2 separate regions of the Cyprinus carpio genome follow, and region 1 is linked to region 2. Evidence: chromatin contacts called from public Hi-C data. All regions are on one chromosome and are shown on one strand. Each heading gives the region's core, a stretch centred on a gene start, on an enhancer-like site or on the middle of the called end of the contact. The rest is flanking DNA. Distances are from core to core; before and after follow the strand shown.

What was found. Hi-C and Micro-C count contacts between places; a contact is called where the count stands out from the background.
Region 1: a contact with region 2 is called in a Hi-C map of skeletal muscle, with 2.5 times the contacts expected there. The contact joins the enhancer-like site here to the promoter of LOC109056928 in region 2. A contact is called at or near these places in 5 of 8 Hi-C or Micro-C datasets (liver and skeletal muscle).

The regions. Positions count from the first base shown.
Region 1 is chrB3:12,084,550-12,091,526 of ASM1834038v1, forward strand. No RefSeq gene overlaps it. Among protein-coding and RNA genes, the nearest start is that of LOC109092109, 13 kb to the left of the region's middle. Within about 2 kb of position 5,647, at least 2 of the 8 cell types and tissues checked have an H3K27ac peak or open chromatin away from gene starts, as enhancers often do. A contact at or near this core is called in skeletal muscle, where this site is marked.
Region 2 is chrB3:12,032,638-12,039,286 of ASM1834038v1, forward strand. LOC109056928 (probable E3 ubiquitin-protein ligase MGRN1) reads right to left here and starts at 5,255. Exons shown (of 16, transcript XM_042719718.1): 1 at 4,663-5,255; 2 at 4,286-4,404; 3 at 4,041-4,129; 4 at 3,745-3,894; 5 at 2,808-2,925; 6 at 2,516-2,582; 7 at 2,196-2,239; 8 at 2,052-2,099; 9 at 1,867-1,935; 10 at 1,309-1,468; 11 at 429-538; 12 at 128-342. The coding sequence starts at 4,750.

The DNA.
Region 1 (6,977 bases), core at 4,397-6,896, 52 kb after region 2:
CAGTGCGTTCAATCAACCTACTGATTGTTTAGCTGACAAAACATCTTCCCAGAAAACTTTCAGTAGACAAAAACTATATAAAACCGAAAGTTCTGAGCTGCTGTGTGAAAATTAAGTGATCTAAGAGCATGCCATTTTAAAGACTATCCCATAGTTTTCATCCATGTTGAATTCAAAATGCCATCTAACCTGATTGAGGTCTACTGCTCATACAGATTTCAGCAAAACCTTAAGTATTAAACTTTGGCATGTGACTCGCTCTGCCCTGTTTGTACATTAACTATAACAATAACTATATTAGCATGCATGCCAACAGATTATATAATTCTGTTTATAATAAGCACACTGCAGTTATGCCATCTGCTGCTTTACTCAAGCTCTTTAATATTGGGTCAATTCTGACTAGCTGTCAGTGTTTTTATCTTTTAAATAAATCAAACTACTAAACATCCAGCCAGAAAAGCAATATACAGAGGCATTAGCAGTTTAGCACTGAGTCTTTAACATTATCACAGGAAGCAATACTCCCATTTTCTTTAGAAACATGTCACGCTGTACATTCAAATTGCCTATTACACTGTGTTATCTCAGGTCTTACACAGAGTTGTTTTCATTCATCCAGAGCATCGTTTATCTTTTCCAGGAAAAGCCGTGTTTCCACACACCAGTATGTCATTGGGAATGTCCCACTTAGCTTTACTCCTGCTTCCACACATCGTTCCTGTTAAAAGGACTCAACCAGGATTTTCCAAGTACTTTCATTGTTCTTATAAACTTTTTCCATACTGCATTCATAGAATTAACTGAGGAAAGAAGGGTACAGTCAAACTTGCTGGAAAAGATGGATTGCATACAGAGATTTTGCAGTAGGTCTAAGGTGACAGGATGTTTTAGTTCCTCCCTGTGGTGAATTCCAAAGATCCTGGAAGTAATAAATTGTGTAGGAAACTATATTTAAGACCATGCTGTTATTTCATTTCATGCAGTCTTTTCAGGACATTCCTTTAATTTACAGGTTTATTGTTCTTGTTCTTTTACATTCTTTCTCTTCTTCTTCTTCTTCTTCTAAAGCATTAAAAAGAGGCTGAGCTAAGAAAGGAGGCTTGCTGGTAGGTCACATGATTTCCCGTATGAACTCAAGCTCACTAAATAGCCCACAGCCCAGCCCTTGGCCATCCTGCCAAAATCCCCTTTCATATTGGAATGCTTCATTCTTAATGTGATGACTCAAACTGAAAAAAGTGAAATGAAAACATGTGATTGTCAAGAAGTTTTGTTTTCCATTTCATACTGTGAACACAATCCGTTTCGATTTCCACAAATGAAGGAAATTCTTTTTTTTTGCCATTAAACAAAGAACAAAGATGTCAGCACAGGCGATGGACAGTGGTGATGACAGATATGAGATTCTGAAACACTGTTTGGTGGGGGGATTATGTTCATTTATTAGTTTTACAGTAGTAATATTTGGTAAAAGTTTTTGTCATATTTTATTGTTAACAAAGGACATTTTTATAAGTGAAAATTTGTGAAAAACATTATGTGCAATAAAAAATTTTTTTATGATGCAATTATGAGAATTGTGCCTTAAAAACATTGTTTCAGTTTCGGTTTCATATGTTTCAGGGTAAAGACACTTTTACATATATTCAAGAAATGTATTTGATTTTTTAAATACAGATTGAAACAAAAGTGTTTTTGCTTCATATCTTGATTAAAATCTTATTAAAATCTAAAGCATTATTTTGGTGTTTTTAGTCTGTTATGAAAAAACAGCGATAAGTCCATTTAGCAGTACCAGGTTTTTTTTTTTATCACTTTTTTAGCTTCAACAAGTAAAACTGATTATTATTTAATACAAAACATTTCATGAAACAACAAAAAAGTCAAATGTAACAGACACCATTACTGTTTATACTAACTAATATTCTAATTAATAAATAGTTTAAATGTATAAAATTTTAAGGGTAAATGACGATCTTCCCCAAAATCACATTTATGAAAGATACCATTGTCTTGAGAAGTTCACATGCAGCTGATAGTTCAACCTTCATTACAATAGTTGGTTTTCTGAAAGGGGTTTACTTGTGTCAGATGCTCCCCAGCAGCTACAGCAAAATATGATCTTTCAGTTTCTCAAAACATGAAACCAGCCTGACCTCTCATAGTTTCACAGGGGCAGTACAGCTGCAGTTCATAAAGAGCACATGAATACAAGAATTGTTCATGAAAACCTTCTGCAAGGATGTCCAGAACAATAGCGCCATCTAGTAATTCAAGTTAAAAATGTAAATTTTTTAAAGCTTTATAGCTGTATTTCTATAGACTTTGTTTACCTACATCCTAAACCTACACGGACATTGTTTCGATCCTTTAAATTAAGTTTTAAGGGGATGGGGAATTCCTAATGCAAAATGTGTGCTCATTTTAATTACCCCTCAAAATGCTCCTAATAGATCCCAACTTGGGTCAGTTTTTTTGTTTTGCCATATCGATTCTTCATTTAGTTTAATGCCGTGCTTAGATTTTGTTGTTTTACCCTTTAGCTAGACTTTAAGTTAATTTATAGTTACCTTCCCTCGAGCTGTAATTTTGCCAAATTATGCAAAGGTGTGAAAATATTTTAAATTGTGTGCAGTACAATACAACAGTACAATACAGTACAATACAACAATAACTACAATATGGTAGCTGAATCAGGCTTTAACTCGAATAATAACAATAAACGCAATGTTTTGTTTGTACTTTAGCTGCAAACGTAGATAAAACTGAAGGCTACAAATACAGAAAGAAGACATTATTTTCACCACACAAGATGGCGCCAGTATGCCAACACTCAATACGGTCACTAATACGTGTAGCAGATTTACGTGATTTTCTGTGATTTGGTTCATTCGGTGGTTGCTAACAGGCGGTTTGTCCAATAGTATAGGGTGATCCAAACATCCAACAGTTTCATGTTTCTCCAGGATTTAGGAAAGATCAGCAATGGCAACCGCAAGAACCTCAGACAACCATTCTGGTTGTGAAAGTGTGGTTAGACTCATGAGGACATGATTAAGTATGTCAAACAGACTTCTTCAGGTCTTTTCTGTGAGTTTTTCATGTCTTTAATGTTTTTACACTCTACCTCAGTGATGCAGAAAGTTGTTGAGCTATCTGAGAGACTTATAAAAACCCCTTTACCAACTTTTGTGATCAACCATGAAAAACATGAAAAATATTTTCAGGTTTATGGGCAAGTTCTATAGACTAATTCAAAGGCATTCTAAAAAACAGAATTATACTTGATTTACAGTAGGCCTACTGAGATTACGATCTACTGAGATGGGGGTTGTAGTAGTTTCCACTACTTGCAGCCCCCACAGTTCAATCTGATTATATCTACCAGTGGAAATATAGATACGTTTCACAAGTTTTACCCAAAATAGCAATTAAATGCCTTATTATTGAGGAGGACTTTGTCACAGGATGCTAAACATGTTGAACTGTTTTTTTTCTTTATACTTTAAACCCAGAGAGAGTGTCTTTAACTTTTGTTTGTTTGTTTTGGGTGGGCTCCACAGTGTGTTTTGCAGATGGACATACAGTACTCTCACGAGTCCCTCCATCCCGTTAATACGAGTTTTACTCTCTCGCCACAGAGTTGCTATTTTGTATGTTTTTTTTTCTACCCTCGTTTTGCCACATTCCTGAAAGTATCTTAATGCCATTTGTTAGAGAAAGCCAAACTCAGTTTGATTTTAAGAAAAGCTCATTGATACGCCTCCCTACAACCATTTCAAATTCATGTGTATATATATATATATATATATATATATATATATATATATAAAGACTGAATGAAAGGTGCTGGTTTTTATCAGAAGGACTAACATGGTATGCCAACAGGCTAAAAGTTTTGTGGCTTTGGTCATTCCCCAGTGTCCCTTTCCAGCCCTGCGCTGAGACAGAGATTAAAGGCAGTGGGCCTGTTTTTCTCAGACTCAGACTAAATCCCACCCTCTCTTCTTCCTGTGAGAACACTCTGTCTCAGACAGCTCTTGTACTCTCTCCGAGGGAGAAAGTAAGGTCAAGCGGACCTGCACTTGAGAGTTGCTGTGGATTCTCCCTTGGGGAAGATGCAGCACTTGTCTCTGACGATACAGCTCTCAGAAAGATCATGGAAATGGGTGAAGGAGAAAAGCCAGAACAGCATCACCTAAAGATCAGCTCGGGGCCTTTTACAAGAGCAATCGACTTTGGAATTGGAGGAATTTGAGGCAAATGGACACCATTTGAGCACTGAAATTTGAGTGGATGCTTTGCACAGCTCAGATACCCATGTCTTGCCTCTCATCAACCTTCCCCACAGCCTTAATAAAACAAACAGGTCACGTGGTCAGGTCACATTCCCATGAGTTTATCTGACGATTAAAGATCTGGCCCACTGAAAAGCCATTAATAAAGATGGCCATCCTTTTAAAATCACATCTACACCTCTTTTCGTTCACTTTGTGGTGTAAATGGCATGGGAATCTGAATACAAACTGAACCAGGCTGAGAAAAGAATTTGTCTCTCTGTCCCTTTGACCTTCAGCCGTGCCGATCGGGGATCAGCAGCTTGTGATTGCGGTGGGAGACGAGTATATAAAAAGGGACAGAGACTACAGACTCGAACCTTTCCCTCTCAAAGGCCCCCAGGGCATCGTTAGGACTCCCGCGAGAGGGGTACTTCCAATGCTGGGTACGGCCATTGAAGAGCGCATCTGGAAAGCATTAGTCTATTATTGCCCATGCAGGGCTGAGAGAGAAGGCCTTTCTCATGGGGAGGGTGCGAGTTTCTCCCGTCATTATTCCACTGCAGCATGGATCTGAAATAGTGTGAGGTCAAACGTGTGTGCGTGAGAGGCAGCTAGCGTACGAAACAGATGAAGAGATACGTAAGCGTCTGTTATCTGACTCTTTGTTCGTAGGACTGATATTTTCATTTTGGAGCAGGAAGTAGAAAGCGGCATCCTTGGCAACAGAGCTCTTCCATCTGGACCATGAGATCGAACAAGATGGCTTTGTATGCTTGAGTCGCCTCCATCTAAAAGGAGCCACCCACTGGAGTGGCGTGCCAGGTGCTCGGCCTCGATCCTCAGCGACATCAGCCCAGCTGCGACAGGACGCCCCATACAGAGTCTGTAACTGGGCTTATTTCATTGAACGTTGCACAGACAGTACATTCATGCGAGCGATTTGGCCTTCATCTGGTTTGGATTTGTTAAAAGGCTTAGTATTCTCTCAGTTTTTGTCCCGCACCATCTGCATCATGAACGTTGAGCCTGAGGGGTGGATGGGAAGATACTACAGCGCCATTCATTATTTCAATATATCCATCAGCAATATGGACCCTCCCTCCTGTAAGATGTTGCTCGAGGTCCCATCTGCAACGACGGACAATCACAACTTGATCTCACACTCAGTGTTACTGAAAATTTCCACCCCATAATGTGAAATCACACTGAGTTTGGGCTGAACGCCCAGAGCCTGGACGATACCGTCCTCACAGTCACCTCCAAACCCCCCTGCCAAGCCCAGTTCCGTCACTCCTCCACCGCCCCCCTCATTCATCCCCTCCATCTCCTTCCCAAGACTCTCTGACTATACCAGCCCCCGCTCTTCTCTGGCCTTGGCTGGGCTGTTATTGAGCGGGAGGCATTTCACAGACATTCCCTCAGAGAATAGTGACCTCATCACCAAGCAGGAAGTCAAGAGGTTCAAGTTCTCCTTGTGAAAGTAATCCCACACTTCCCTGAATATTTCATCTGGTGGTGGTGGGGGCCAGTAGAGCGTTGGGAGATGGATTTGGGGGTGTTAGAAAGCTCCAACTTTGTATTTTCTCACTTTTGCCACATCGTCAGTGTTGGATGCTAATTCCTTTCTCTTCACCTCATAAAGAAAATAATTTCAACACTGGGCTCTGTAGCATCTGGAAACGTGGCAGCAGACGTGGTGGGAGCTAGAGAGGCCTGTGTAAGAGGAGAATGACAAAGGAAGGCCAGAAGACATGTTGTAATGAAGTCTTATTCTCGACGGACGCGTTTCAGAACAAATCATGTGTGTATTCACGCAGCACTGATGGAGCGTGTCTGGTCTCATAATACCCTAATGAGAGAAACAGAATGTCTAGAGCATCATGTAAACTATTTACCAAAGCACATTTTTATGCACTGCATGTATGCAAGCTTTTTTTGGCAGGTTCATTGGAACTCAATTTGGACGAGATTAAAAACACCCCCAACTTAAACTTTTATTAAACACTCCCTTGAACTGTATTTCGCCTTGAAGCATCCAAACTGAATTTTTTGCAATTTTAAAGTTCTCTTTAATTTGAAGATTACATTACAGTGATTAAACACTATTTTATATGTACTTAATTTGTTTGTATAAAAAAAATTAAAAAGCCAGTGACATGAATATGCTGCATAAAGGCAACACAAACAGGAAAGAGACAAAGAAGTTTATTGATTTCAAACAAGTTTCCAGATGCTTTAAGGAGATTATGATAATACTTTCAAGACAGATAAATAAGGCAACTGGTATCCAAAGCCTCAGGTTACACTTTACCTTCTTAGAGACACAGCTCAGATGAACGCACTAAGCCACGGGTTCTTTTGCAGACACCTGCCCTTTATTTGATAATTCACCACAGCCAGGTAGTGACGATTACATGCAGGCAGGTTTCTATCAGACTTCCCGCTGACGCTGCAAGAAACCGTACATGCAAATATTTGAATTCACACTTCCCCAGAAGCGTAAGTCTGGTCTAGACCACTCCTACATGCTTAAAAAAAAAGCCCTGCCAGAAAACACACCAATTAAGAGAGAGAAAGCAACAGAAGAAAAAATATTTCTATCTGAGCTTGCCAGGACTGGTCTGAGCTCAGATACAGAGGAATCAATGAAAAGACATAATCTCACAGTTTATTGACATTAAAACATTACATTAT
Region 2 (6,649 bases), core at 4,005-6,504:
ACATTTAAAAAAATCTTACCGATCCCAAACGTTTGAATGGTAGTGTACATATCCACACAATGTTGTTAGGCCCAATTGCTTGTTTGGGTCAGTATCCAAAAACAAACATGCAGTGGGTCAGGTTTACCTGTCCGGTGACTTGCTGACTTTGCTCTTCTGTCCGCCGCTGTCTCCAGAGTGGTCAGGTGAGCTGAGCTGCCTGCTCTCTCCACTCAGGCTCCCAGAGAAGTTGATCTCGTCATACAGAGGTGCAGACGGAAGGCCAGGGGACACGGCACCAAGACCATTCAAAGCCTCCAGCAGCGAGATGGGCTCAAACCCAGGGGGAACAGAGTCTGAGCTCTGAGGAAAGAGATAAAACAATAAGAATCAGAGAGTGATGCCGTGTTGTTTTGTATAGAGACAACACAGATGGATATGTGTCATACTGAGTGCTCATCATGATCCATGCTCTGAGCCAGCACCGGGCTGAAGGAAACAGGAGAAAGCGCTCCAGGCTTCTTTCTTACAGCTCGAATCTGAAGAAGAGCTCGAAACGCTGGAGACAGACAAAAAAGACATTTCAAAATTTGTTGACATGATTTTTGGGATGCTACTCAAATGATACACAACCATGGGACTGTTAAACTGATAGTTCACCCAAAAATAAAAATCATGTCATGTTTCCTTCAGTGTAACAGAAAAGAATATATTTTGAAGAATGTGGGTAATGAAAGTGTTTCAGTTCCCACTGACTTAGCTGGAAGTCAATAGGAACTGAAACCGTTTTGTTATCAGCATTCTTCAAAATATCTTCTTTTGTGTTCCAAAGAAGTGAATGACGACAGAATTTTCATTTTTAGGTGTGCTATCCCTTTAACTAGTGGTCAAACGATATTGTTTTTTTGACAGCCGATGGCTATGCCGATATCTTGGAAAGATAAGATTTTTTAAAAGTTATTATTATTAAGAAATTTGAAATCATTTCACAATGGATTAAAAAAGAAATGTGTAAAATAAACATACTTTAGATGACAAAGTATTTTTCACAATTAAATAAATATTTAATAAAATTATAGTTAAAAAAGAAGTAAAGTATTAGACAGAACTGTTAACAACGACAGTAAACAAGAGGGAGAATGTGAGCACTGTGTGCTCAGGCGCTGCTGCTCTCAGCGACGCCAAAATAAAAGTCTGGCGCACAGTCAAAATAAAAGTCTCGTACACATCAGCCAAGCAGAAAAACTTATCGCTAATGCCGATATTTGAAAAATGCCAAATATCGGCCGATATATCGGTCGACCACTACCTTTAACAGCAGTTACATACGCAGTCGGCAGATCGGGCAGTTGTTGGCCTGGTAGCGCAGAGTATCAGCGCAGGAGTTACACAGACACAAGTGCCTACAGGGCAAAATCAGAGTGTCCCGCAGATCTGAAAGACACACCACACACTCGTTGCTGTTGTCACTGTTCTCATCATCAGATGGCTGGGGAGAAAAATCACAATGAGATTTTCCATTATTACAGGAACCTATATAAATTAGTGCTGTCAAATGATTAATGGCATCCAAAATAAAAGTTTTTGTTACCATAATATATGCGTGTGTACTGTGTGTATATTTTTATTATGTATCTATAAATACACACACATACAGCATATATTTTGAAAATATTTACATGTATATATATTTAATATATAAACCTAACATATTTTTCTGAAATATATACATGCATGTGTATGTATTTATATATACATAATAAATATACACAGTAGACATGCATATATTACGTAAACAAAAACTTTTAATTTGGATGCGATTAATCGTTTGAAGCACTAATACAAATATATAGAAAATGTAATGAACTTCAATAATCATCTTTTCACCTTTGTCTCTTGATTGTTCTTGTTCTCAATTCCATAAATCTCCTGTAACAAGTAGCTGACACGGTCCACCTATGGTGTACAAGCAGATATTTAGGGGAAAAAAATATTATGTACACATTACCATCTCTACTTGGTACTTGGTAGAGTAATGCTCTAAACAGGACAATATGGGAATTAAGACTCACTATTTGTTTCTGTTTCAATGGTTTGACTGAGAAACTGCCATCAACATGCTGTAAATGTAAAAAAAAATACATGATACACAAATACACAACTGCTTACAAATAAGCATTTCAGAAAGTGTGCATATGACATCAAATTCAACTCACTCTTTCAAATGCTGCCAGCAGTACATGGGCATGTCCCAAACAATCTGAAATAAAAAATAAAATAAAAATAAATGCAGATTCATGACACCACTAATCAAACACACTGAATGGTTATCTTTTGAAATATATTCAGGAAACACTGCGCTTTATAGACACAACATGTTCAAGTGTTGAGCAATAAATCACATGCCTTCCAAGCAGCAAAAAGCCAGTGTAGTGTGTCAAGAGATTTATTGACATTTCTGATGTGACAAAGTGTTAGAGCAAATCATTTAATCTTTTATATTCTTTTCTTCTATAATGAAGTCCTGACAACATACCATCTCCTTCATCAACCACAGCCTGAATCACCATGGGAAAAACACCTCTGTCTAAATCAAAGTTGAGCTTTAAAAAAAAAAAAAAAAAAGAGAGAGAGAAATGCATAACTGAGGTCAAATAATTGACATTTTCCGAAGTAAGGTCTTTTTCATTTTACTGGATTTGCTTGATCTTGCCTTTCATTATGTGCAAACTATTAATGCAGTGAGGTTAAATCAATATCTTAGAAGCCAGTGTGGATTTAACCATCAGAGGAGAGTGACAGCACTGAGCTAGACTGAAGATACTTACATCATCTTCCTTCCATTCAGAGAAATCGATCTTGAAGGATGGAAGGGTAAACTGCTGGCTAACCCCTCTTTTGTAATATACGGTTTCTGAGACCAGGGCAGGGGTTTTTGGGTTGTATTAAGAAGAAAAATATACTGTAAGTGCACAAATATCATAGAAACATTTTCATAATAATGCCATTCAGGTACTTCAGATTATAATAATTACATTTACAGAGATTTTCCATATTTTAATGTATATTCTCTTTGGCTCAGGGGCTCCAGTGACTGATTGCAATTAATAAGCTTTTGCACATGCACAGCTTTACAAATGAACTTTTAAAGCAGAAGAAGAACAATTGCACAACAGAGTTACTCAAAGGATTATGTAATCTCTCTTTACAAACTGCTATTCTTACACTAAAAACAAGTTTTTATATCCTCAGCATTATAGAACAGACAATTACTTACAAATAAAACAATATGAACTTTAATAATACACAATTACTTTAACACTGATGATAAACTGCAATAGGATCAATGAATGATGATACTGTTCTTTTGTAAACAACAACATTGACTTAAAATGAATAATGGGGATTTTCACATTAGAATAAAGTCTATTTTGTAAATGCTTGTTACAGATCATATTGTAAACAACTAATCCAACCATATGTTCGCTTTTTGATTTTTAACCTTGTAATGTTTAATTAAAATGTCATTACTAAATCTTATAGTAAAAAGGAACTTTCCGATTATTTAATGCACTTAAACCCAGGCTTGCAAGCTCACATTTAATAGCCACATCTTAAAATCTGATCAAACAATCAATCACAAATCAAAACGCACCAACATTTTTTCTTTGTATAATTAGTTACACTCAAACATGCATCACAGTATGAAAAAAAAAGACTGTTGATACTTTAATTTTAAAACATTAAACGTGTAACTGTCCTTACATTGCCATCCCATTGGAGAATTCCTCAAAAGCCTGACAGTAGATAGTGATGGCCACTCGTGCATCAGAGTCAAAGGTGAACTCCACTCCATATAAGGCCCTTGGTTTTGCACCTTCATCATCAGTAGGACTATCAGCATCATCTTTATACCTACAAATTGACAATCAAAATGTAACATTACTTAAAAGTAAATGCATCAATAACAGAATTAAAGAGACTACATACAGCACCAACTGAGATCATTTGTTCTCAAGATATGATTGATTATATTTCATATAGCAATCCTGAATCAGTACCTGACCAATCGTAACGAGTCTTTTCTGATATTGACGAGACTTCTCAATGTCTTGACTGGCTCATGGGGTGCTGGAGTAACATAGGGAAACTGTGGCAGGTAACGCAAAAATACAATACGAAATAAAGGAAACCATTAATATTAACATTTATCAGATGCTTTTATCTAAAGCCAACACAAGTTTATCTTTTTGAATTCATCAAAAAGAGACAACGACAGTGGAAACACCTCAAAACTCAGATGTACCTGCACTGGACGGTTACCGAGAAAGTTGAGATCCATGTTTTCTCCAAAAAGGTAACCCTCAGGATGAGGAGTGTCAAACTTCTCTCCTCCCATGAAAAAATGGCTGGCAAAATAGTTTCCTTGGGGAAAGAAAACAGTAATTATATAATCTGACACCTATGTATAAACAGGGGTGTTACTTTCAGTGAAGGCATCCTTTGTGATCGTTTACACTGGCATTGATTTGTACGTAGTGATCCTTTTCCATACGGATTTTTAACTACATCATTATTAGATTGATTTCATGAGCTCAGATAAGCTCCCATTAATCTATTGGAGATAAGTGCTCACAAGACAAGAGCACATAAACGTCGCCTTGCATCACCAGTCAGTCTTACCTGATTTTGGAGGATATCTGTATGCAGAATTGGCCTGGATGTCGATGTCTTCAACACCAGCGATTCTTCGACTGAGAATTGAACCCATTTCTCCAACACAGTCCGCTCAGAGCAAAATAACGTTAGCGGTTATTAGATGTGCACAACAGTCAGCTAACCAGCTAACCTTAGCCGCGTAATAACAGAAACGGCTCCGAACCGACAAAGCGTTCAAATTAACATGACACGTGTTTGATCGGCATTTCTGTTCTTCTGAGTCGGATCAGATGTGTCTCGTACAGTCGTATTTATGTGATGTTCAGCTCAGTCAGCTGGTTCAGGCTTGACACACTGGCTAACTGACTAGCAAGCCAGACCCTAGCTAGTTTGTTCGCCTGTCACGACACCTACTACAACAAGATGCGAACGGGCACAAAACACACAAAAGTGAATCATAAAAGGCGAGATAAAAGACCTGCAGATAATTCTGTCGCTGGTGTTTCCTCTAAAATATAACAGCCGCGTTCTTCGTGAGAACACAACACAGGGAAATCGCTGTTGCGAGGCGACCCCGAGAGGGTTGTAGAATATCGCCACGTGATTGGCTGAGCTCGTCACGAGAAGCGTATGCTCGTCCAATCAAAAGAGCTCAAGCTTCCGCGATTGGCTGAGCTGGCCATGAGAGGTCTGTTGTCATCTGATCGAGAGAACACAAGCTTCATTTGTCATCTCACTCTAGACAGTAATATATTTTTGGAAGCCTAAATATCTGTAATATCTATAAATATGCACTCTCTATTCTTTTTTTATTCTAACTGATTGTTTTCTTTTTAATTATTATAAACAATTACCCTCTAACACCAGCATTCTCTATTCTTTTTCTATTTTATTATTATTATTATTATTATTATTATTATTATTATTATTAAAAAAAGACACTCTAACACTGGCGTTCCATATTCTTTTTCTATATATATATATATATATATATATATATATATATTATATATATATCTCTATTTTTTTTTTTTTTTTTTTTTTTTAAAAGACCCTCTAACACTGGCGTCCCATGTTCTTTTTCGATTCTATCAACTTGTTTTCTTTTAAAATATTAAAAAAATCCACAATGACTGCTCCTGGCAGCAGTGATGCATTGCTTACAGTTTATATTAAAATGGCAATATTTATGAAATGAAGGGACATTTCCTTGTTCAGTGGTCAAAATATAATTGAAATCACATTTGTTATTACCGGTATCTATGAATAAAAAAACGGGGGACAACACATTTTTGTATGATGATGGTTTTACTATTATTTATTATTATTATTATTATTATTATTTGTAATTCAGGGTTTTTTTATTTTAAAAATAGCATATATGTTGCAATAAACAAGAAAATGTATCTAACAGCTATTACCTCCTCCCCCAACCCACCACACATCAAGAGTTTAAAAATAAATAAAATTATTATTATTATTATGTCTGACCCTAACTGATTGTAATATAGGCCTACTATTCACCAAAAATCATTTCATTTTCACAAATCGTGAATATACAGTAATTACAACTTTAACTTTTTCAGTGTTATTTTATGTTTGTGATCTTTGGACATGGATGTACTATTTCAAGTTAGAGATTATTTAGCATTTGAAGGCTCATTCTGAGCACAATCTATGTGCTTTCTTCAAATATAACTCTTCCAAGTGTAATTGTTTACTTAGCCTATTTATACCCACGTTTCTAATGCTATTTTTGAATATATAGACACATTTATGTCATTTAAGGCAAGTAACATGGCCATTAAGAAAGGTATTACCAAACAACTTAACAATATTACACATGAGCATGCCAAAAACTCTTTATTTGATCTGAGGACAAAATGCAAAATTTAACTTATTATAGGCCTGACAATGGATGTGGTGAAGAATGCAGAAAAGATGAAAACTAATGATAAATCCCAGTAGTGGTGAGACCTTGATGTAAAGTCAGCTTGTAAGAATTGAACAT